2 separate regions of the Mus musculus genome follow, and region 1 is linked to region 2. Evidence: chromatin contacts called from public promoter capture Hi-C data. All regions are on one chromosome and are shown on one strand. Each heading gives the region's core, a stretch centred on a gene start, on an enhancer-like site or on the middle of the called end of the contact. The rest is flanking DNA. Distances are from core to core; before and after follow the strand shown. Region 1 overlaps Tmc7 (transmembrane channel-like gene family 7). Region 2 holds the start of 4930583K01Rik (RIKEN cDNA 4930583K01 gene).

Region 1 (5,360 bases), core at 842-3,341, 330 kb after region 2:
TCTCTCCAGCCGCTCCAGAGAACATTCCCACCTCCTTTACAAACACTTCCAGTGCTGTCCTCATCCCTAGACTCTCCCTCCAGCTTTAATACAGGGCTGTGCTGGTTTCAAAACTCCACCAGGCCTCTCATAGGCTTCGGGGCCCTGGCTCTTTAACGGGGAAACTGAGGCTCAGAGAGATGACGACTCGCCCAAGGCTCATGTTAAGACAATCACGGCCTCTGGCTGCACCTTTTTGAGCCTTGGGCAGCTTGTCCTTGGGGAATATGAGTGTCAGGTGCTCCTCTGACTTAGCCCTGCCATCAGTGTGGCCCCTTAGGTCAGTATGGGGGCTGTTTAACTAAGCCTTTGCATGTTTCCAACATCGGGGTGACTGCTGAGAAATACCTAAAATTTCTTGGGATCAGACTGCAGCATTTAGGCTGTTACTAGGGCAGGAGGGCAAGGGTGACAGGTGGCATGGGTCAGAGCAGGGAGCTTCCTTCCTCTCTTTCAGAACTGGGACTGACCCCAGGGCCTCAGGCACACCAGTCAAATGCTCTGCCATCAGCCGCAGAGTGGCCTCAAACTCAAATTCCTCTTGCTTCAGCCTCCGCAGTAGCTGGGATGGTTGGCCTGCACCACCAGGCTCAGCTCAAAGTCGAGTCTCTGAGTCTAGAGCAGTGTCTTGCCCCTAGAAGGCCCTCTACTTGAAGACCAAATGAATAGATGAATGAATGAATGAATGAATGAATGAATGAATGTCAGAACAGAAGCATGGACATGTGAAGAAGGGCTTCCTTGGGTCCTGACATCCTAGTGAAAACTATAAACTCTCAAGAGACTGGCCAAGCATGATCTGAGTGTCTCCAAAGGCCCTGCATCCCTCTGCATGCCTGCCAAAGGCGCTTCAGCCATATTTGGTGCTGAGCACACTTAGGGCTTTGCTTCCTACTCTCAGGTTCGTGGAACTCAGGATAAAAAATGACCTTGTGAGTCATGGAGAATCTGCCAGTTACTGTGAGGATAAGTGTCCTCTCTTCCCATGGGCAACATGTTCCAAAAGTGCCAATGGATGGCTGAAACAAAGAACTCTCTTCTATGCTGTGCTGTGCTGTGCCACTGTGCTATGATACACTACACACACACACACACACACCACATCATCTAAGTATGTGTATGTATGTTGCTGGGGATAAACTCAGAGCCTTGGGCATGTTAAGCACATACTCTCTCACTGAACTCCAATGCCTGCTCTGTCTTTTCCATCAGAACTAAGCACTTGTCACACATTGTGGCCTTAGCCTTTTCAGTCACTTTTTATTTTTGTGTGGGGGGAGGGGTTGTTTTTGCGAATGTATGCAGGTGCCTGAGGAGGCCTGAAGAGGGCATCCAGTTCCCTGTGGCTGCCCGATATGGATGCTGGGGACTGAACTCCTGCCCTCTGCAAGATCAGTGCTTGCTCTTCACCGCTGACCCATCGCTCCAGCCCAGCTTTTAGGTGTGACAGCAGAGCCATCGTGGAATTCTTAGAGAGAGACACATGACAGTCATTCCAATCCTTAATCTAGGCTGTTTAATGTGTATTGTCTCTCTCTTCTCTCAGGGACCCCATTTTTCTCCACCACCATGAATCGTCTGGGTCTGTGCAGGACTTGACACATGTCAGTGTCTGATAAATAACTGATGAATGAATGAATGAATGAATGAATTGGGAATGGATGAATCTGGTTTTGAGGACACTGTTCAATTATCTACCAAGTTTTTGATCAAAGTATGTGGTTAGCACCCTAGAAAGCAGGGTGCAAAAAAACAAGGGGCAAATAATTAATCATGAAACATTATTCTTTTCCATATGGATGATACATTTTTACAACTGAAAATAAAATTAGTGGTTGTTTTTCAGGGTGTTTATGTTTGTAGCTCAGGCCAACTTAGAACTCGACTTGTAGCCCAGGCTGGTTTCAAACTGAAGTTCCTAGAGCCTCCCTAGACCTCAGATTGTAAGTGTGAGCCATGTCCCAGGGGGAGGGGAGTTGGCAGTACACACTGACTGTACTCGATGTTCCTGTTTGAGATTCTCTCCACAGACGTGTTTATGGACATGCACTTTGATCTGTTAGGAGCACAGTTCATTGTTCTCAAACAATCTCACAACAGGGAGACACTGATTGCAGAGCCTGCTTACACTGGTTCCTGGGCACTTGTCCACTCCCTGCGGTTTGACATCATTGTTATTCCGGAAGCTAACCAGAGAGAGGAAGCTTGATAAATACATATACATACAGATTCCAAAGGCTTTTTATCTAGAAGTTTCTAGAATTCAGAGACTCTACTTTAAAAGCTACCACACACAAGATACTCATCAAGTGATATATGGCCTATCAAGATGGCTCAGCACTTGGCACCAGGTCTGATGACCTCAGTTTAATCCCTTCCTTATATTTTCCATAGTTGAGAAATTATATATTTTTGAACTCATGTTTTTAGAGTTCTTTCCCACAGCCTAAAGTCACAACATCCTACCATTTTGCTGAGACTTTAGATACACCTTCACCTCCTAGACTTGTGCTGTCTCTGATTCTCATGGAGTCATGAACCTTAAGGTTATTCCTCCAAGGAGGAGCATGAAAATATGTCTATTATTATACAAATAAGCCTTACGCCCACAACAACCATCCACACCATGGAGGCCCATGCCCTGCTGACTCTATTCCAGGGACAAGAATCACATCACATCGTTCCTTACACTTGGCCAAGTAGGATTTGGTACCTGAGAAGGTAACATTTGAGGAAGGTGGGGAAAGCAGGGAGAAAGTTATGCAGCCTTCCTGGGAAAGGCTGTCTAAGAAGAAAACAGCAAGTGCAAAGGCCCTGAGGCAGATGGAGCTCGGCAGGCCTGAGAAAGAGATTGGTGGGAGTCAACAGGAGGACAGTAAATCATGGGGGATAGAACAGGCCAGGGGCCTTGAGTATCAGGGAAGACACTCGCTTTTGTCTGATAAAGTGGGAGCCATGAAGGGTTTGTGCCAGAGGGATGCTTCTCGAACTGGGGTTAGGCAGGGTCACTGTGGCTACCACTGTCTCTACACGGTACCATGGCTATGGTCCAAGCTAGGTGTACTTCCCACAAGGAAGGTCTAGTATTGGTTGGTTTTTGCCAACTTAACATAAACCTAGACATTTATGAGAAGAGAGAATCTCTTTTACTTTTTAGATTTATTTATTTCTGAGTTTTTTGTTTGTATGCGTGTCTGTATACCGTTTGGTACCCTGAGAGGTCAGAGAGGGAATCTCTATCAGATTGGCCTGTAGGCAAGTGTGGGGGGAGGGCATTTTCTTGCTTGATGAATGATGGAGGAGGGCCTTGCTCATTGTGAGTGGGGCTACCCCTGGGCAAGTGATCCTGGTCCTGGGGTGTGTAAGAAACCAGGCTGAGGGGCTGGTGAGATGGCTCAGTGGGTAAGAGCACCCGACTGCTCTTCCGAAGGTCCAGAGTTCGAATCCCAGCAACCACATGGTGGCTCACAACCATCTATAACGAGATCTGACTCCCTCTTCTGGAGTGTCTGATGATAGCTACAGTGAACTTACATATAATAAATAAATACATCTTAAAAAAAGAAAAGAAAAAGAAACCAGGCTGAGCAAACCACATGGTGTAAGCCAGTAAGCCGCACTCCTCCATGGCCTCTGCTTCAGTTCCTGCCTTCAGGTCCCTGCCTGGAGTTCCCGCCCTGACTTCCCTCAGTGATGGACTATAACCTGGAGATCTAAGCCGAAATAAACCCTTTCCTTCCCAAGATGATTTTGCTCTCCATTCTTCTCATCAACAGAAACCCGACAGGAGGGAAAGTATCTGGGATTGTAAAGCAAGCGAGGTGTGACCGAGGAAAGACAGTTTTCATTTAGTCACATGTCCAAAGCGACCCGTGGCTGGTGCTATAAGGAATATTGTGGAACAGCCTTCTTCCTGGATCCCAGAGCCAAGGGAAGTGTGGAGAAGCCTGCCAGACACCTGGATAGCAGGCTAGTAGGACCAACCTGAGTCAGATCAGCTGGTGTCACAGCCAGGACAGGAGCGCAGCTGGGCTACACCCCACATCTTACAACCGGATGAGCAAACTGCCCTCGGGAGCAGGTGACTAACTTGCTAATCAAAGTTACCACTGGGCCAAGTGCCTGTATTACCTAGCTGTTAAGCTAGAGGAGAGTCCAATGTGCTGGTTATGGGCTAGTTCCTATGAGTCTGTGTGCCTAATGATGAGCAAGACATGCAGGGCAGAGCCCTGCCTCCCTGGCCACCTGCCTGGTGCTAAAGCCCAGCTCCTCCTCCTACCGGTGTGGACAAGCAAGCGTCCTGACCACCTTGTACCTTAACGGGAACAGCTGTCCTGAAACTAGTCGGCTCCCATATGTAAAGTGTTTAGACAAGAGCCAGAGGAAAACTCACGTGTCTCAAATCCCTGCTGCCCACATAGCAGGAAAAATCCCCAAGTGACAGCCGCAACTGTGTTCTAACAAAAGCTTATTCACAAAAACGGGTGGCAGCTAATGTGGTGAGACCCGCGTGGAAGCTGGGACTTCTTCATTGATAAGTTTACTGTGTGAGCCCATCTGGAACGGGCAGGGGAGGTGTCTTCTTGGCAGGGGCCAGGCTAGTCCTTTGTGGACTGTCTTCTCTCTACCAAGACCGCTTCAAAAGAATCAGAAGACAGAGGCTGAGGCAGGAGGACTGAGAATCTAAAGCCAGTCTGGGTTAGGCTCTCTCTCAAATACAAATAGGGCTGCAGTCATGGCTCTGTTGGTAAACTGCTTGCCTTGCAAGCACAGGGACCCGAGTTCAATCCCCAGGAACCTCATGGAAAAGCTGGGCATAGGAGCATGGGTTTATAATCCAAGCGCTGGGAAGGTGGGAGCAGGCGGACCCCTGGAGCCAGCCTTTAGCCTGCTTGCTTTGCAAAAAAAAAAAAAAAAGTTTAAATAGGATAGCACCTGAGAACATTACCCAATGTTGACTTCTAGCCTCCATGTGCATGTGCACCTGCACACGCGTGCGCACACACGCACCACGTAAACAAACAAACAAACAAATGGATCACAAACAAGTAAGTGATGTCCAGTGTTACTGGACACAACGTAGGCAGCCTCTGGGAACACGCACACAGTGCAGGAGCATACGTCACGATTATGGAAAGCTTTTACACTGGATCCCGCTGGGTCTCGCAGGGGCTGGATCACAGCTGGTCTTCTCAAGCCCTATCCTCCTCTGCAGCTAAGATAAAAACTCTGCCCCAACGTGAGCCAGGGCTTGAACCACGAGGGAAAAACCTCAGGACATGCGCACGCCATACCTCCACCATGGCATGGCGGTGGCCTGG
Region 2 (5,199 bases), core at 1,847-4,346:
CTTCCAGAGGTCCAGAGTTCAAATCCCAGCAACCACATGGTGGCTCATAACCATCCGTAACGAGATCTGACGCCCTCTTCTGGAGTGTCTGAAGATAGTGTACCTACATATAATAAATAAACAAATCTTAAAAAAAAAAAAAAAAAAAAAAAAGATTCAAGGGTCAGCAAGATGGCTCCTCAGCACTTGCTGCCAAGCCTGATGACCTGAGTTAAATTGACAGAATCCACATGGCAGAAAAAGAAAACAGACTATGTGTGGTCCTCTGATCTCTATTCACTCACCCACTCATGGCTCATTGTGGCAGACATGACCACACAGATAAATAAAAGATTTTTTTTAATATTTGAATAAACTATAGTCTCTATGTAAGTACATAGAGAAAATATTTGGAAAAAGCACTTGGCCAAGGTGTGTTTGGGGGGGGGGGTGTCTCCATTCTATCATTAGCTATTCATCTTTCTGAGAGAGAATGACTTCAACTTTTACTATGAAAATTATGACCTACAAACTTGAGTTTTTTTCCACTGGCTATTTAGCATATCAATCCTGACCATGTTACAAATAAACCAAGTTTGCTATGAGGTATGTGTATATTCCTGTTTCCTCTAGAAAGCAAGTACTCCTGCCTTGTACTCCATAAACCCACGTGTGCACCTCATCATAGTCGTACTCTCTATCCAAGAATTCAATCAGAGCTCATAGAAAGTTTTCATCCTTTCCCCATACACCCTCACTATGCCAAGAAACAAAAATATTTGAAACATAGGTGACATTAACTAACAACCTATGCACATATTCCTTAACTATATAAGCCATTCTGCTCTGTGTGTGTTTTTGTGTGTGCGTGTGTGTGTGTGTGTGTGTGTGTGTGTGTGTATACAGGTCATAATATGCTAAAATATAGTAGAATCCATTGTTTTCCGAGACAGGAGACAAGGGTTTATCTTGGCTGTCTTGGAACTCAGACCAGGCTGGACTCAAACTCTCAGGAAGCCACCTGCCTCTGCCTCCCAAGTGCTGGGATTAAAAGTGTGCACCACCATAGCCAGCTGTAGAATCCATTTTTAAATAAGAGCTCTATCAAAAGTCAAATTCAAGTTCATTTATCACCTAATGTGTCAGCTGCTTAAAATCAAACCTCACACATTTCAATAACAGTGAAATCAAAGCATGTCAATGAAAAGAATGTCAACTTGTTTTATTTAACGCACTGCACAAACCTTCATGCAGGGCAAGTCAAAGCGATGATTTTGCAAACACTCCTTATAACTGCTTCAAATCTCAAATCTAGACTTAGGCATTCGTTTTTACAATCATTTAGTCACAAACATCAGTTCTCAAGAGACACAATGTTTAGGAATGCACGTTAAACAAAATAAGTGTACCCCTATTAGCCAAAGAGCATTTTAATTTCTCTACCAACTCTTAAAATGTAACACACTAACTTCTAAAATACTCCACTTCCAAGCTGTTCTGAAATTAGGAGGATCTACTAGAAAGCAAGACCAACACCAAAAAGTGTACGCTTTCCATTCACGTGGCCATTCTGAACAACGGAGTGTACTTCAAAGAATACATCAACTTCTACTGAAAGACAGGTTTTATACATTTAGGAAGTCCTAGGCACTGTTAAAGCTCAAGTAGTCTCTGAATACTTGAAGCCTTTACTCAGCAAAGAATGGGAACCTACATTAAGTATAACCAGTCCATAATCAGAAAGAACTGACTAGAAATAGTTTTTCTTTCGTATTTTTCTCTTAATATTTTAAATCCAACCAGACTCCAATTCCTTCATGCAAAACGAAATTTCTCTACTCCTGAGAATACAAATTCACTCCAAAGCGCCCTGGGAAATTACTGTTTCCAGAAAAACTATTTCTGCAGTTGGGGAAAACTTAAAATGCCCCAGTGCCTGATTGTGTCGATTTCATTCACAGTCCCATAATCTCATCTTTTGGTCGACTAACATCCTGTCTAAAGTCAGAGGAAGACCTCGGTAGAGTTCTCAGCTTTTAAAATACATTAATTAACACGTGGGAGTCCAGAAGGACGCAGAGTTAAGGTGGTCTTTGGCATGAGGACTGGACGCGGAGCCGAGGAAGTTAATAGGTAACAGGGAGGGTTCCTGGACCTCAAATCTCAACTTGGAGTTAGACGGCAGTGGAACGTCCTCCTCCACCCAAGCTCAGAGCCACTGCTCCAGCCATCCGGCTGAGGCGGCCAGCCGGGCACAGAGGCCTCCGCTGCCCGCAGCTTTCCTGCCGGACCAGGCCCGGAGGACACCCAGGAAGCCGCGCCCGGCTCCAGGGACCGCGGGCCTAGGCCGCGCCTCCCAGTCCCGCGGGCCTAGGCCTCGGCCAGCTCCAGGCGAGGCTCGACGCGGTCACCCACCTGGGTTGCCAGTCATTCCAGCTCCGCGGGTACTTGGTGCCGCCGCCGCCGCTGCTCAGCCGAGACCCCGGGGCTCTGCGGCTCATTACCTTCCCCGACACGACATGGCCAAGCGCCGCCGCCCGAAGAAGCGCGAGTCGCCGCCTGAACCGGCCGCCGCCGACACTGCGATCTGGCCCGGGGCTGAGGAGGAAGCCGCGGAGGGGGCGGCGGAGGGCGGGGGAGGCGGACGGCCGTTCCGGGTTCCGCTGGAGCCCGCAACGCAGGAGCAGGAGGCGGGAGCGGCGCGGCGAGGGGGAGGCGGAGGCAGGCGAGGCGACGTCTCTTCCAGGGCAGCGCGCGGCCCGCGACGCTGGGGCCCAGGAGGACGAGGACAGCGAGGAGGCGGTGGCGGCGGCTCCTCACGCTCACACGGCCACGGCTTCCCCGCCTCCCGGCTCCGCCCGCCGCGCCGCCGCTGCCGCACGGCATGCTGGGAGCGAGGGGCGGTGCCGGCGCCCTAGGAGCCTGGAGAGGGGCGGGGCTCGGGGTGAAAGGCGGGGCTATTGGTCACAGAATATGGACTAGAGGCGGGGCTTATGACAGGGGTAGGGTCACCTAGGAGGGGCGGTGCCGGCGCGCCCCAAGCCTGGAGAAGAAGGGCGGGACTAGTTGGGGCGTGGTCTGTGGCTGCTGAACCTGGAGAGGGGAGGGGCGAAAGTCAAAAGGCGGGACCTGCTCGAGAGGCACTGGAGTTCTGAGAGCCTAGACTTCAAGGCGAGGTCCGCGTTCGCGTAGCTAAAAGGGGTGGGGCTTTGAGGAGAAGGCGAGAACTACTGGAGAGCAGGGACCCGAGCGGACCTCCCTGGGCCTCCTGAGCAGCAGCTCTGTCTGCGGGTGGTAGAGAGCAATGTGGACTCGTCGCGGGGCATCATGGGAGAGGGGATCTCCACCCCGGGTCCACACACGCCCTCCCATACACTCGGAGGACCGGCAGTCAGGTGTGAACAGGCGTCCAATGGAGGACAGGAGGGGGAGCGTGCCCTTGAGCGCTAATGCGCGCACACAGATGTGCCCTTGGCGCTCACGTGCGTCCACCTGCCTGCCACCGTCTTAAGGGAAAAAGTCAGAATAGTAAAATCGAGGAAGGGGAAGTGAAAGCGACACCTTTTCAACCCCTACCTGAAATGTCATGCAGTCCTGGTACATATTTTCCAAAAGTGAAAAACAACGCCTGCTTCCTGCCCCATGAACTGTGCTCTGTAATCTGGTTCCTTCTAGTAGTAAGAGGCCTGTTACCCACACTCTCCTGAAAGAATTCGATAAAGCACTGGGCACATTATGTGAACGCAATATACTCCTTTGTGTGCGTGTTTACATGTGAAGTACAGAGAACAACCTCAAGTGTTGCTCATAAGCCTCCAGCTACCATGTATTTTGAGGCAAGGTCTCTCTCTCACTAGCTGGCCAGAGAGCCCCACGAATCTTCTGTTTCCTCAACGCTGGCTTTACAAACGGTGACACCATTTCTGGCTTTTTTTCAGGTGGTTTCTCGTGTGTGCGGGGCAAGCACTTTAATGACTGAGCTATCTCCCTAGCTGCAGGCTCAACTTTAAAAATAGCCGAGATACACATCAAGCAAGTATTTAAACCTTTTCCACATAAAGTTTTTAGGCCATCCATCGTTTTGCCTCACAAGAGAAGTATGTATACATCACTTAAGTAATTCAAAATTGTTACCAAGGACATGGCTCAGAAAGTAGAATGCTCAAAGCAGGAGCAAGCACGAATCACTGGGTTCCATCCCCAGCACCCCATAAATGCAGCATGACGATGTGTCTGTAACCCTAGCATTCAAGAAATGGAAACCGGAAGTTGTTCAGGCTCACCTTCCGCAAACCTGGCCTACATGGGACACTGCCTACCCAACCCCCAAGAAATAAAACTATCACTAAAGTACTTAATTATCAGGCGATATCTCCCTATGAGTATATCCCTTACATTTTTCCACCATCTGATCCTGAGTATGCCCACAAATCCGTCAATGAAGGAGGATCCTGCTATTCCAAAAGACAATCAAATGATTTTTTTTCTCTTTCTGCCACCCACATTGCCCACCATTGCAGAAGAAGTGGGGGGAAAGTCTTCTGAAAAATACGATCTTTGACTCAAGACAGAAATTCCCACAAGGAATTGGCCAGACCCAGGCCTGGTCACCAACCTACTGTAAAAAAAAAAAAATCAATAATGGAGCTGGAAAGTAGTTCAGTGTTGCAGCAGTTTGGTCACCTACCATGTTTGAGGCCTCCTGTTCAATCGCCAGTGCTGTAAAATAATGATCGTTACTTCAATAAGATTGCTTCCATACTGAAATTGCTCTGGGCATCTTCATAAATGCCAATTTACTTCTCACTGAAAAAAGGATACAAGGAAGGGACCCACCAGGTGCATAAGTTAAAAAGCACAGCTGGGCTCCAACTCATAACTCTCCTGCATCTGCCTCTTGGGTGCTGGATTTACAGGCATGTGCCATTATGCCTGGTTTTGCCTTTTTTTTAAAGATTTATTTATTTTATTTATATGAGTACACTGTGGCTGTCATTAGACATACCAGAAGAGGGAATCAATCAGATCCCATTACAGATGGTTTTAAGCTACCGTGTGGTTTCTGGGAATTGAACTCAGGACCTCTGGAAGAGAAACCGGTGTAAGAACACCGCTGAGCCATTTCTCCAGCCCCATGCCTGGATTTTTAGAAGGTATTCTTGTTTTGTTACTTATATGTTTAATTATAGAAGCAATGATAAACACATAATCTAGTATTTT

The links. Promoter capture Hi-C pulls out the DNA fragments that hold promoters and counts their contacts.
Region 1: a contact with region 2 is called in a promoter capture Hi-C map of liver. The contact joins the enhancer-like site here to the promoter of 4930583K01Rik in region 2. A contact is called at or near these places in 3 of 39 promoter capture datasets (the C10 cell line, hippocampal neurons and liver), 1 of 484 Hi-C or Micro-C datasets (embryonic stem cells), 2 of 115 datasets of contacts at active chromatin or transcription factors (embryonic stem cells and microglia) and 3 of 9 other capture datasets (adipose tissue, liver and pancreatic islet).

The regions. Positions count from the first base shown.
Region 1 is chr7:118,570,165-118,575,524 of GRCm38.p6, forward strand. The region is part of intron 1 of Tmc7 (transmembrane channel-like gene family 7); the gene reads right to left. Among named protein-coding and RNA genes, the nearest start is that of Tmc7, 12 kb to the right of the region's middle. Within about 2 kb of position 2,092, at least 19 of the 459 cell types and tissues checked have an H3K27ac peak or open chromatin away from gene starts, as enhancers often do. A contact at or near this core is called in liver, where this site is marked.
Region 2 is chr7:118,240,811-118,246,009 of GRCm38.p6, forward strand. 4930583K01Rik (RIKEN cDNA 4930583K01 gene) reads left to right here and starts at 3,097. Exons shown (of 2, transcript NR_027879.1): 1 at 3,097-3,155; 2 at 3,918-4,741. It overlaps Smg1 (SMG1 homolog, phosphatidylinositol 3-kinase-related kinase (C. elegans)), which reads right to left and starts at 2,827. Exons shown (of 63, transcript NM_001031814.1): 1 at 2,395-2,827. The coding sequence starts at 2,480.